Linked DNA regions of Zea mays: all the other regions are linked to region 3. The links are chromatin contacts, called in public Hi-C maps. All regions are on one chromosome and are shown on one strand. Each heading gives the region's core, a stretch centred on a gene start, on an enhancer-like site or on the middle of the called end of the contact. The rest is flanking DNA. Distances are from core to core; before and after follow the strand shown. Region 1 holds the start of LOC103638997. Region 2 holds the start of LOC100276037. Region 3 holds the start of LOC100282932.

Region 1 (4,044 bases), core at 374-2,873, 210 kb after region 3:
CCCACCACTTTGGCAAGGACTGTGTCACATAATCAATGTAGCAAAAAAAACATGTGCAGTGCGGTAGTAGCAAGGGCCTAGCCACCGCTGGCCACCCCTAGCTCTGTCATTGAAGTCGTTTCTTTCCTAATTAATTCCATATCCATAACAATATAAAAACGAAGAGCAATAAATGTTGTAGGAGGTCGTTGTAGTATCATTGTTGAAGTTGGTTTGAATACTTTGTTTCAGAACAACAAACGTGTTTTAGCATGTAAAACTTGTATATATATATATTTGTATATTTTAAAGTGTTGTTTGTATGTGATCTACATGCATTGGAATCACTTATCCTGCTATCGAAGAGACGAATGGACTATACCTTTTAAAACTTGCTAACCAATGCAATATACAAGCTTCCGAGAGAACAAAGATATTCCTGTCCCAACAAACAATTATTCTTTAAATATTGCTAACCTATGTAGCACAATACCAAGAATAAAATATTTAAACATTTCAAATTTTAAGAAACCCTTGGCAGACAATGGACTATACCTTTTATGCAGTATGGTACTGAAAAACTATTGCGAGAACACAAGACAATGGACTAATGTTAAAATAAAAAATTTAGAAGAACATAAGACCTCACCTGACAGAAGAGCTCTTGCTCATCACACCATTTGATCAGACCAGGGCAGTGATCAATTAATATATTTTGAGGCCTAAACAAAAGTTTTTCTTAACACAGAACAATACATTTATGACAATGGGCAATATATAAGCTTCCAATAGAACAAAGATATTCGAGTGCCAACAAGGATTCTAGGTTCTTACAGTAACTGATATCAAGAGTCTGCAGTTGAGAAGGTTCGTTAGATGCCGAAAGCTAGAGACCAATTAGAGCTGACTTTATTATCATTAGATTCCTGACAGAGACAAAGTAAGGAATTTGACTAAGTTTGTTGCAGTTTCTTACCGTGATGCTCTGCATCGTTGGACAATCTGAATCCTGGAATTTACACTAGTCAGCGAGCCGTGACGGCGTTGGCGAGCCCGATGATGGAGGGTGCAAAGATGCCCGACATCCAGTGCTGGCTGGCGACGAAGTTGGCGAGGAAGAGACCCGCCACGAAGCGCAACACGATGAACCCCGAGGGCGACGCTGTGGTGACCGCGATGATCACGACGGTGAGCGCAGCCAGAAGTAGGACTGGGCATTCGGGTATACCCGAAATTTCGGGTCGAGTTGTTCGGGTTTTAAATAATTCGGGTATTCAACAGTCGAACCCGAACTCGACCCGATTTTTTCGGGTACCCGAAAATTCGGGTACCAAAAAATCGGGTTCGGGTTCGGGTAATTTACAGTTACCCGATTAAATAGAGGCATGCTACTATTCCTTGCATCAGGACAGCCCACCTGTGGTAGCTGCTCGACGGCGGCAGTGTCAGGACGGCGCCATGGCAGACCATGGACTGGTGCTCGACGGCGGCAGCTGCTGCTAGTTAGGGTTGGGAAATCCTGGACTGCTGGACCTGGACGGGCAGGACGGTTGGTCGGCTACTCGCCTGGAGCTTTGCCGCATGCCGCCTTGGGCTGTATAATGTTGGCCGTTGCCTACTTGCTTGTTAGCTGTACTGCATGTCCACATGGGCCTTGCGTGGTTGGCTGGTTGTCGATTGGGCCTTGGCTGCTTGACGACTTGAGTGTTTTTCTTGTATTCGGGTACCCATTTATTATTCGGGTACCGGATAACTGAAACCGAAATTTGCTATAAAATTTCGGGTACCGGGAGGTTCTACCCAAATTAGATTTCGGGCTTTTCGGATTCGGGCTTATCGGGTTCGGGTTCGGGTTCGGGTTTTTCGGGATTCGGGTATCGGGTTTTATGCCCAGTCCTAGCCAGAAGGCTAGCGAACCCCGATGCGTGGCGCGAACCGAAATGGTCGTAGGCGGGCCCATGGCAAGCCTGTCGACTAGAGTGGCGGGGAGGGAGCCCACGACGACCAACGGTGTCAGAAGGCGCAGATCCATGGACACGAGTAGCCTGCAGCGCTAGATCTGAGCTTGTCACAGTCCTCCCCTTCCTTCCTACTTTGCGCGCGGTTTGCCAGAGGGCTCCACGAGATCACGCCCTCTAACACTATATGTGTATACATATCTTCAAGATTTCTTAAACCAAACTATTTTTTGTCAAATAAAAAAGTATTCTTATATTCCTTAAGATTTCTTAAACCTCTATGTGTGTATATATATCTTCAAGCTTGAGTTTTAGGCTCTGTTTGGTTGAACTGTGGCTGTGAAAAAAGTAGCAGTAAGCTTTGAAAAAAAGCAGTTGTGAGTTATTAAAAATCATAAAATTGTTTGGTAGAACGCACTAAAAATTGCTAAAAGTTTTTTCATGTATATTTTCATAGTTCCATCTAAAATTCGCTAAAAACAGGTTAAGATGTGTTTTTAGTTTTCCACTACAAGAAAGTCGACTTTTAAAAAAACTGCTTTCTGGATCGAGTCATTTGGTTTGACTTTTAAGGGATAAAAGACAAAACCAAAAGCTAAACCAAACATACCTTTAGACGCTGAGTGCTAAAATAAAATAAAAATAGGGTTTTGCTAAGGATAGGTATGCAAACCTTGCAAATACCTATCCAATCAAAAAATGGGCCAATTAGGCCACGTAAAATGCATAGGGGAGAAAGGCTAACGATTTTGAGTAATCTCTCAATCAGTCATCTGTTGGAGAGCCAAAAGTATGCATACGGTCCATACATATTATATTTTATAACGTGAAGAACAATATAGTCTATCATCTTTTCACTCATTACTTTTTGTTTGGTTTGTTGAATGAATGAGTTAATCTATCACTATTTTATTTTTTATAGAATAATGATTAATAATATATAGAACAATGGTTAATAATAATATGAGGAATGGATTTATTCCATTAAATTTATGAAATGAACTTATTATACACCAACTTATTTAAAATGGTTTCGAACTAAACACCCTATTAATATGGGTAGACATCTAGTTGTATGCCTACCGAGTTATGCGTGGCCTTGTTGCATAAACTGTACACCGAAGGCCCGTCAGGATAACCAGGCCATCCTAACGCGAAAAGGCCCACAGAGGATGTCCAATACAACCTTAAGCGCTAGGGTTAGGTTTTAGCTCCTCCTATATAAGAACGCCACGTCTACGATCTCCTTGCCACACCCCTCACAAACCACAAACACATCTCGCGGCGGCGGCGGCGGCAGAGACAGGCGGCGGCCGCCGAGCGGCGTGGGCAGCGTCATCCATGGTGCACGTGAACTTCTATCGCAACTGTAAGCTACCCGCTGGCTCCCTATTGGTTGTTCCCCCCGTTTGATCTTATTCCGTAATGGCGGTAGGATCTAATGTTGAGGACCAGCTGAAAATATCGCACTGTATTTTTAATCTAGAGTTTGGTGGTCTGAGTGCTTAACTGTAGCTGGTTAGTCTGTTCGTTTATTTATCATCATCAATATAGAAACTTTAAAGCAACGCTTCATTCTTCATTTACAATGCTCGCCAAGCTGTTGTGTTTGGGATTTTATGATATAAGTATTCTTTCCTGAATTGCATTCATAAACAGACAAACATTAGACTTGGATAAGAAACGAATCGATGGATTGTGATTGTGGTGCTATTATTTTGGAGTGTTGTGTTTGTGCATTTTAGCTGATGACCAGTATATCGTCATTATTTATTTCGCTCATTCCAATAATCTGTGACACAGATGGTAAGACTTTCAAGAAGCCAAGGCGGCCTTATGAGAAGGAGCGCCTTGATGCTGAGTTGAAATTAGTGGGTGAATATGGCCTGAGGTGCAAGCGTGAGCTGTGGCGTGTGCAGTATGCCCTCAGCCGCATCCGAAATGCTGCAAGGGAGCTGCTCACCCTTGATGAGAAGAACCCCCGTCGTATCTTTGAGGGCGAGGCACTCCTGCGCCGCATGAACCGCTATGGTCTTCTCGGTGAGGGCCAGAACAAGCTTGACTATGTGCTTGCACTCACCGTTGAGAACTTTCTGCAGCGCCGCCT
Region 2 (3,560 bases), core at 1,021-3,520, 170 kb after region 3:
CTGATAAATTTGCAAGTGGTCCAAGACACACCCCACTCTAATCTCATATTCAACTCATTTCTTCAGTGCTATGGCACATATCTTTTCTCCAAAATCTTCATTTTCTGCACCTATGTCCATCATCATCTGATCGATTGGTGAGATTGAGTTTTACACTTTTACTGCTAGATTATGTATATGTATGTCCGGCAGCTATGGTATATTCTTTGAGGGTAGCTTGCTGGTAGGCACCACGTTTGGCTACCCTTTCTTGTATATAAAATTCATTTCATCTTAATCAAAAGGCAGAGCTCCTGCAATTGTCTCAAAAAATAGCTTGCTGGTAAAGATTGAATATGAGAAGATTCATACACAATTCTCTTGCGTGTTTACAAAAAATATTATAATAATTACATTCCAAGAATGTTAGAATAATGACAGTTTTCAAGGATTTGGTGATCCTTAATCCATAGTCAGGAACTGGTAATTAAGGATTTGCATAATTATGTTCAAACAACATTTATAATCCCTATTCTATTTGAAAAGGATTATGCAATACATTTAAAAAAATAATTATTATAATTTTATTTTGACTGTTATGTTAAAGGCCTAGTTTAGATTTTCGTGTAGAGCCCACGGATTACTATATTTTCAAAATCCCGTGAAGGTCATGAGAAGATCCTTGAAACCAACTGTTATGTTAAAGGCCTAATATAGATTTTAGTATAGAGTCCATGGGTTACTATATTTTCAAAGTCCCGCCAAAATCATGAGAAGATCCTTGGAAACAAGGGCAGAGCCAGCAATTTGGCAAGGTTTGGCAGCCGCCATACCTAAATTCTGGACTTGAAGACTGTATATACAGTATATATATGTTATATAAATACGAGCTGGCCTGCTGGGTCTACTAGTTTTGGCTGGTGTGGTGGGCCTGTGGTGATCGGCCTTCAAAGCAAAACCCATGAAAGGAAGCTAATACATCAATTGGAATACGATGGGTCTCATTCTATCGATCAGCTGCGTTGTGCCTCCACCTGTCCACATCCTAGTCCAGAACGACAGAAACCGTAGCGTCATACGTCGACTTGGTGCAATGGACGTCAGAAAACAGCTGCAAATTTGCACGTGGCCGAGTCCAGGTACAATTATACAACGATCAACGATGGCACCACCATTAAAGAAGATCAAATACATGATGAAAGTATGAAACATATTTTTACAGTTTAAAATTGTAAGTAGATTGCCTTTTGTCCAGTTTGCATCTTCATTTAGTGAGGTATTTAAAGGGCTAATGCTTTGCTTTTGGATTTCTATTATATTCACTAATCACAAGTAATATATATTTATACAATGTATCAGTGAGCTCTCGCATAATTGTATTATACGTATTTGATCTTTATAAACCCCGCCACACCTAAAATTTACTCTTGCCTCCGCCACTGCTTGGAAAGAAAGTTCTGACTGCAATTCAAAATGATCATATATACAAATAAAAAATGTAACTGATCTTGCATTTTCAATATAATTTTTAACGTCGGTTGGAACCTGGGATAATCCAAGGCAGTCCTTCCACCAATAGTCATAATCCTCACCAAGCAAAACAAATTCAAGCAAGGAATGTGATAGCATGAAGCAACAACAGGTAAGGATCGCAATTTTGTTCAGATATATAAAGATGAAAGTTACTAGAGCAGCGACACACTCTGAGCACGAGTCGAGCAGCCGGTCGATATCGTCAGCGCCACCTCCCCCACCGCCGAGTCGCGCCTCCTCCATCTTCTCGATCTCCTTCACCCAAAGCGCGGCGTGCACCCGCTGCTTCCTGGTCCTGTAATCATCCGCTTGCGCCTTCTTCCTCGCCACGACGCCCCCCTCCCCGCCTTCCGCCGCGCGAGACGCGCGCTGCTGCTGGCCCCGCCTCGACGCGATGCGGCGCTCGGCCCAGCGCTCGTCCATGTCTGCCACGAAGGCCTTAGTGTCTGGATCCACCTCGGCGGAGATGACCGGGATGGCGGACTCCGAAGCCGAGGCGGGAGACTCCCATGGCGCGGCGGGCGCTGGGGAGGAGGCGGGGGAGTCGCCTGGAAGCCATGCGGTCTCCCACGCGTCGTTCCACTCGTCTTCACCGGTGGTCGCTGAGCGGAGCGGCGGTGGAGTGCGATGGTGGGAGGAGAGACGGCGGAGGCCGGAGGTGGATAAAGAGGCGGCGGTACTGGGGATGGGGTAGCGAAGGGCGCACCGCAGGGAGTGCATGGTGTATGCTCGGCGAAATGCCGCGCAGAGCGTTGGAACTACGGAAGAGTGAGAAGTCCAAGATGGTTTTTTTTTCTGTGCTTTATAGCAACTCCAATAAAAATGATAAATTAGGTCTTATCTTAAATTAAAGGGTTTAGAGACAAAAACAGCTTCCAACAAAGATCTTATTATAAATTTTGATCAAATTTATATAAGACTCCAACGGAGAAATCCTAAATATACAACCTCGTGCAGAGCTCATATCCTCATGTCTTAAGTTCTTAACTGCCAAACCGTTCAAGGAATCCTCCTCTTTAGGGCTTGTTCCGCAGTAGAGAATCTAGCCAAAAATATTGTCAAGTCAGCAACGTCAACTTTACTATATTATAATTTTTTAAAATTTTAACAGTGTTTTTCTAAAGGATTTATAAATTTTATTGTTAAACGCGACAAACCCCCTAAATCCGTTCATATTGTTCGATTAGGGATGAATTGAGGGGGTTAACATCTCCAAGAGAGTCTTAAAATAGGTCTTAAATTACAAAATAGGATCGGATTTATTTTATTTAGGACCTAACAAGTTTGGTTTACTCCAATAGTGAGTCATATAATCACGTCATTATCTGCATGAGACTTGGCGACAGTTTTTTTTAGCACTTTCCCACGTACAGCAGTCAGCTCGCTACATAGGTTTTTTTTTTCTTCTCACGGTGTCAATCACATCTAGGGGCGGAGCCACGGGGTGGGCAAAGAGGGTCGTGGCCTCACCTTTTTTTGCCTTCTTACATATACATTGAATATGATACAAATTAGAAAAATATAATAAGTATATGAAGGCAAAACTGTAGCACACATCCACCATCCCCAACAATCCAACTCCACGGCTCGCTAAAACAGCCCAATCCGTTTCTGTTCTATTATCATTGTATCCAATCGACACAAGGTAGGAGCGCTACTCCATCATCATCAGCCCCTTGTTGTGCTCACCCCGACCTTGTCGTCCAACGCCGCCACCACACCTAGCTTCCCCTTTCGTGCTCACTCGCTTTGTCGCCGCACCAATGCCGCTGCCACCCGTCCATCCCCATTATGCCTACGCTCGCACGCCCGCGCTTCTGTCGTTCAGCCATCACAACATCGATACATAGTTTTTTTTTGTTCATATTTTTCTCTTCTTTCAAATTTTAATTACTATTGTACGATCACTAGTTTTTATATACAATGTTACATCTGTTCAATCTTATCTAGATGTCTTATGATTTTGTTTGGCCTCACATGATATTTTGTCCTGCGTCCACCACTAGTCACATCCATCTTTGTCGGCATCCGACTGCAATCCTCCTTGC
Region 3 (3,655 bases), core at 509-3,008:
AAAGCAGTTTATCCCAGATATGTCAAGTCGTCAATCATCTTTGAGCGGGTCCAGCATTATTTCTCTGAGCGCAGGCTTTTGCGATACCAACGCAGAAGTTGACCCTGTTGCGTCGTGGATACCATGTTGATTTTTTTTTGTTGCTAACGAGTCACTGCCATTTACAGGGTAGGGGGCGTAGGGGTACTCCACTGTAGCTGGGCATGCACGCTCCTCCTGTCCTGGTTGGTACAGTGGTGGTGCATTTCCCTTCCCTAGGTGCAGGGATGTGCTCTACTTCACTGCAGCGTGTTGCGTGAACATCAAGTGTACAGTGTAGCACTGGACTAGGCTTGTACTAGCTTGCTTGCTTGCTTCTTTATTCATTAATGTGTTGAACCAATGTACGAGAGAGAGAGAGAGAGAGAGAGAGAGAGAGAGAGAGAGAGAGAGAGAGAGAGAGAGAGGTGCCTACCGTACTAGTGGCATCAGGCATGTGTACGCATACGAGTACTACTCCATGTCTGCTCCGATCCCTCCACAACAGATCTCTATGGGTTAATGACTTAATTCTTTGCCATTCTAGCAGTTAAATCACCAACACCCATTAATACTATTAGTTGGGTCACCTACAATCTCCACTAGGTAATCACCAAGCTCCCGATCGACACCAAACCGTCGACCATCAAGAGTAACAAGCACGAACACTCACTTGATCTAAACAAGCCTAATAAGGATGATGGATGCACACTTGTTACTCTGTATGCACTAATTAGGTTCCTAATCTCACGATTTCATCAAATCTTAGACAACCTCACCAGCCAAAGGCTCTATCTATATCTCTAATGTGTTTCTTTGGCAAAAATAAATGGGCAAGAACACTAAAATTAACAAGTTGAAGGGTATTTATACTCCCTAACCACCAAACTAGCAGTTAGAAGAACTCTGGCATGAAAACACATGTGTCCGACCTATTCATAGGGCCCGACAACATGTAGAGCGGACCCTAGCTCCTACAATCATAATGTCTGGCCCGACAGCACACGTCGAATCAGTCCAATGCGTGAAAAACCTCTCTATCTGTTTATGGACTGTGTCGAGCTGAGACGTTATAGTCCGACGACCCTGATACACACAGTCATCTAGCCTTTTTAAACACCCCATGTGTAGGTGCCCAACCAAACTCAATGGTCCGACGACCCTTATTTTTTAGGGTTCAGTGAGACAATGACTATAAAACCCCGCCAAAAACACTTTCTGCAAATGAGATTTGTTCCAAAAGATTTTTAGACCTCTAAGCTAACTAGTGCTAAGGCCACACCTAACACATTAGACTCACTTAGGTCAAGCTATTAATCTATACCCCTTATAGTACATCCAAACGAAACAAATGCCTAAACTAAGTGTCTCTCAACTCTAATCGACACTTAAAACTAGTTTATCCTTAGTCTTGTCGTTTATTCTTTAAATCCGAAACAAAATTTAGTTTTGGAGGCATGAAAATCATTGATTGACTAAACAACCACTATTATTTTGACCTAACTCAAATGCCTCTATAAAACACGTGTTAGTCATAATAATCTTGTGTTGTCATTAGTCACTAAACTCCATTATTAGCCTGAATGCTTTAAATCTTCTTTTTGGTGATTGATGACAACAGTGTCTCAAGTATGTAACGGGTACTAGACTATGCTGCCTCTCTGCCGTACGTCTACTCTGCGTGCAGAGTGAGTGCAGTGTGCACAGGTATATATACACACACACACGCCTCTGGAACCTGAACCTTGTCTTGATTTCTTTTCATACACCATCCACCGGGCGAAGCTGTTGGCCGGCGGCATCGTCGACGACAGACCGCGCGGCGGCGATTCCGACCCATCCATGGGGCGGCCGCCGTGCTGCGACAAGGAGAGCGTGAAGAAGGGGCCGTGGACGCCCGAGGAGGACCTGGTCCTCGTCTCTTACGTCCAGGAGCACGGCCCCGGCAACTGGCGCGCAGTCCCCGCCAACACAGGTGGCTACACGCTGGCCGTTTGTGCGCTCGCAGGCCGCAGCCACTAGTGCTAGTATTTCTCACTCTGCTGCATGCATGCAGGGCTGCTGCGGTGCAGCAAGAGCTGCCGCCTCCGGTGGACCAACTACCTCCGCCCGGGCATCCGCCGCGGCGGCTTCTCCGACCAGGAGGACAGGCTCATCGTCCACCTCCAGGCGCTCCTCGGCAACCGCTGGGCCGCCATCGCCTCCTACCTCCCCGACCGCACCGACAACGACGTCAAGAACTACTGGAACACGCACCTCAAGAAGAAGCTCCTCGCTCAGCAGCAGCAGCAGCTGCGCGCCTCGCCGTCGCCGCCCAAGGGGCAGTGGGAGCTCAAGCTGCAGACCGACATCAACCTCGCCAGGCGCGCCCTGCGCGACGCCCTCTCCATCGACGCCGGCCCGCCAGGGATGGCCGTCGCGGGCTCGGCGGCGCCGGCGCCGTCCGCCGGCCCAGCAGCGCCACAACAAGCGTACGCTCTCACCGCGCGCAGCGTCGACAGGATGATGCTGGACGGGTGGGCGGCGGCGGCTCCAGCGGCAGGGAGGAGGAGCTGCGTCGTCGGTGGCACCGTCGTCATCCCGGCCCCGGCGACGACGCCCGGCGCGGCCGAGAGCGCGTCGAGGTCGTCGTCGGAGCTAACGACGGCGGAGTGTTCTGCCTCCATCTCCAGCGCCTCCGATCAGCGCGCCGCGCCGGTGGCCGACCACCAGCTGCTCGCGTCCGAGGAGAATAATTATACGGCGTCGGCCGTGCAGCAGGGAGAGGTGCCGCTGTCGGCGATCGAGTCGTGGCTGCTGGAGGACGCCGGCGCCGGCGAGCAGAAGCTGGCGCACGATGGCCCCCTGCTCGATGCCGCGCTGCATAGTTTTGGCTTCTAGTAAAATGTCAAAATGTGTTACTAGAAATCGAGTGTGGTTAATTATGCCAGTCGGTGCCACTACTAGCTAGTCCTTTTCTGCCCTACTAATTTAGCTCACTAGCTGTTCTACTTGTCATCCGTAGTACACAGATGACGATTTGTGTCACTGCATGAAGCAATGTGCAAGTGGGTGATCGTGATATATATACTACGTCGAAAGTGAAATGTAACACGATCCGTCTGCTCGTTTTGTCACTGCATGAAGCAATGTGCAAGTGGGTGTGTCTTTATTGTAGTTTTTGAGAAACGAGTCGTTCTATTTTGCGTTTGTCAAACATATCACATCAGAGTCACTCATTCTTTTGGTTGAAGGCTAGATAAAACGAAATCGCTCTGTTCTTTATGTGGTGTGTAGAGTTGAGGAGAGAAAAAAGAACGCTCGCATCTAGTCGTTTTAGTGGAGCAGAAACATTTAAACCACTACCAGAATCCGGACCTTTGCCGAGTGCCGGCGGCTTTGCCGAGTGCTTTTTATCGGGCACTCGGCAAAGTCCTGCGCTCGGTACAGAGCTTGTTTACCGAGTGCAGGACACTCGGCACAGAGAAACACTTGGCAAAGACTGCTTTGTCGAGCGTCAAACACTCGGTAAAGATGGCGCTCGGCAAAGGGCCGTCAACGGTCGTCTACAACTGACGGCCGTCAGCCTTTGCCGAGGGTCGAAAGTCGGCACTCGACAAAGCAGATTCTTTGCCGAGTATCAAATATATGGCACTCG

What was found. Hi-C and Micro-C count contacts between places; a contact is called where the count stands out from the background.
Region 1: a contact with region 3 is called in a Hi-C map of bundle sheath, with 2.8 times the contacts expected there. The contact joins the promoter of LOC103638997 here to the promoter of LOC100282932 in region 3. A contact is called at or near these places in 3 of 25 Hi-C or Micro-C datasets (bundle sheath, ear and tassel).
Region 2: a contact with region 3 is called in a Hi-C map of leaf, with 3 times the contacts expected there. The contact joins the promoter of LOC100276037 here to the promoter of LOC100282932 in region 3. A contact is called at or near these places in 4 of 25 Hi-C or Micro-C datasets (ear, endosperm and leaf).

The regions. Positions count from the first base shown.
Region 1 is chr9:124,982,298-124,986,341 of Zm-B73-REFERENCE-NAM-5.0, forward strand. LOC103638997 reads right to left here and starts at 1,624. Exons shown (of 4, transcript XR_559158.4): 1 at 1,397-1,624; 2 at 629-1,141; 3 at 362-418. It overlaps LOC100192774 (40S ribosomal protein S9-like), which reads left to right and starts at 3,159. Exons shown (of 3, transcript NM_001137970.2): 1 at 3,159-3,306; 2 at 3,741-4,044. The coding sequence starts at 3,279.
Region 2 is chr9:124,939,032-124,942,591 of Zm-B73-REFERENCE-NAM-5.0, forward strand. LOC100276037 reads right to left here and starts at 2,271. Exons shown (of 3, transcript NM_001149924.2): 1 at 1,682-2,271. The coding sequence starts at 2,232.
Region 3 is chr9:124,771,657-124,775,311 of Zm-B73-REFERENCE-NAM-5.0, forward strand. LOC100282932 reads left to right here and starts at 1,759. Exons shown (of 2, transcript NM_001155837.1): 1 at 1,759-1,993; 2 at 2,075-3,100. The coding sequence starts at 1,861. The coding sequence ends at 2,898.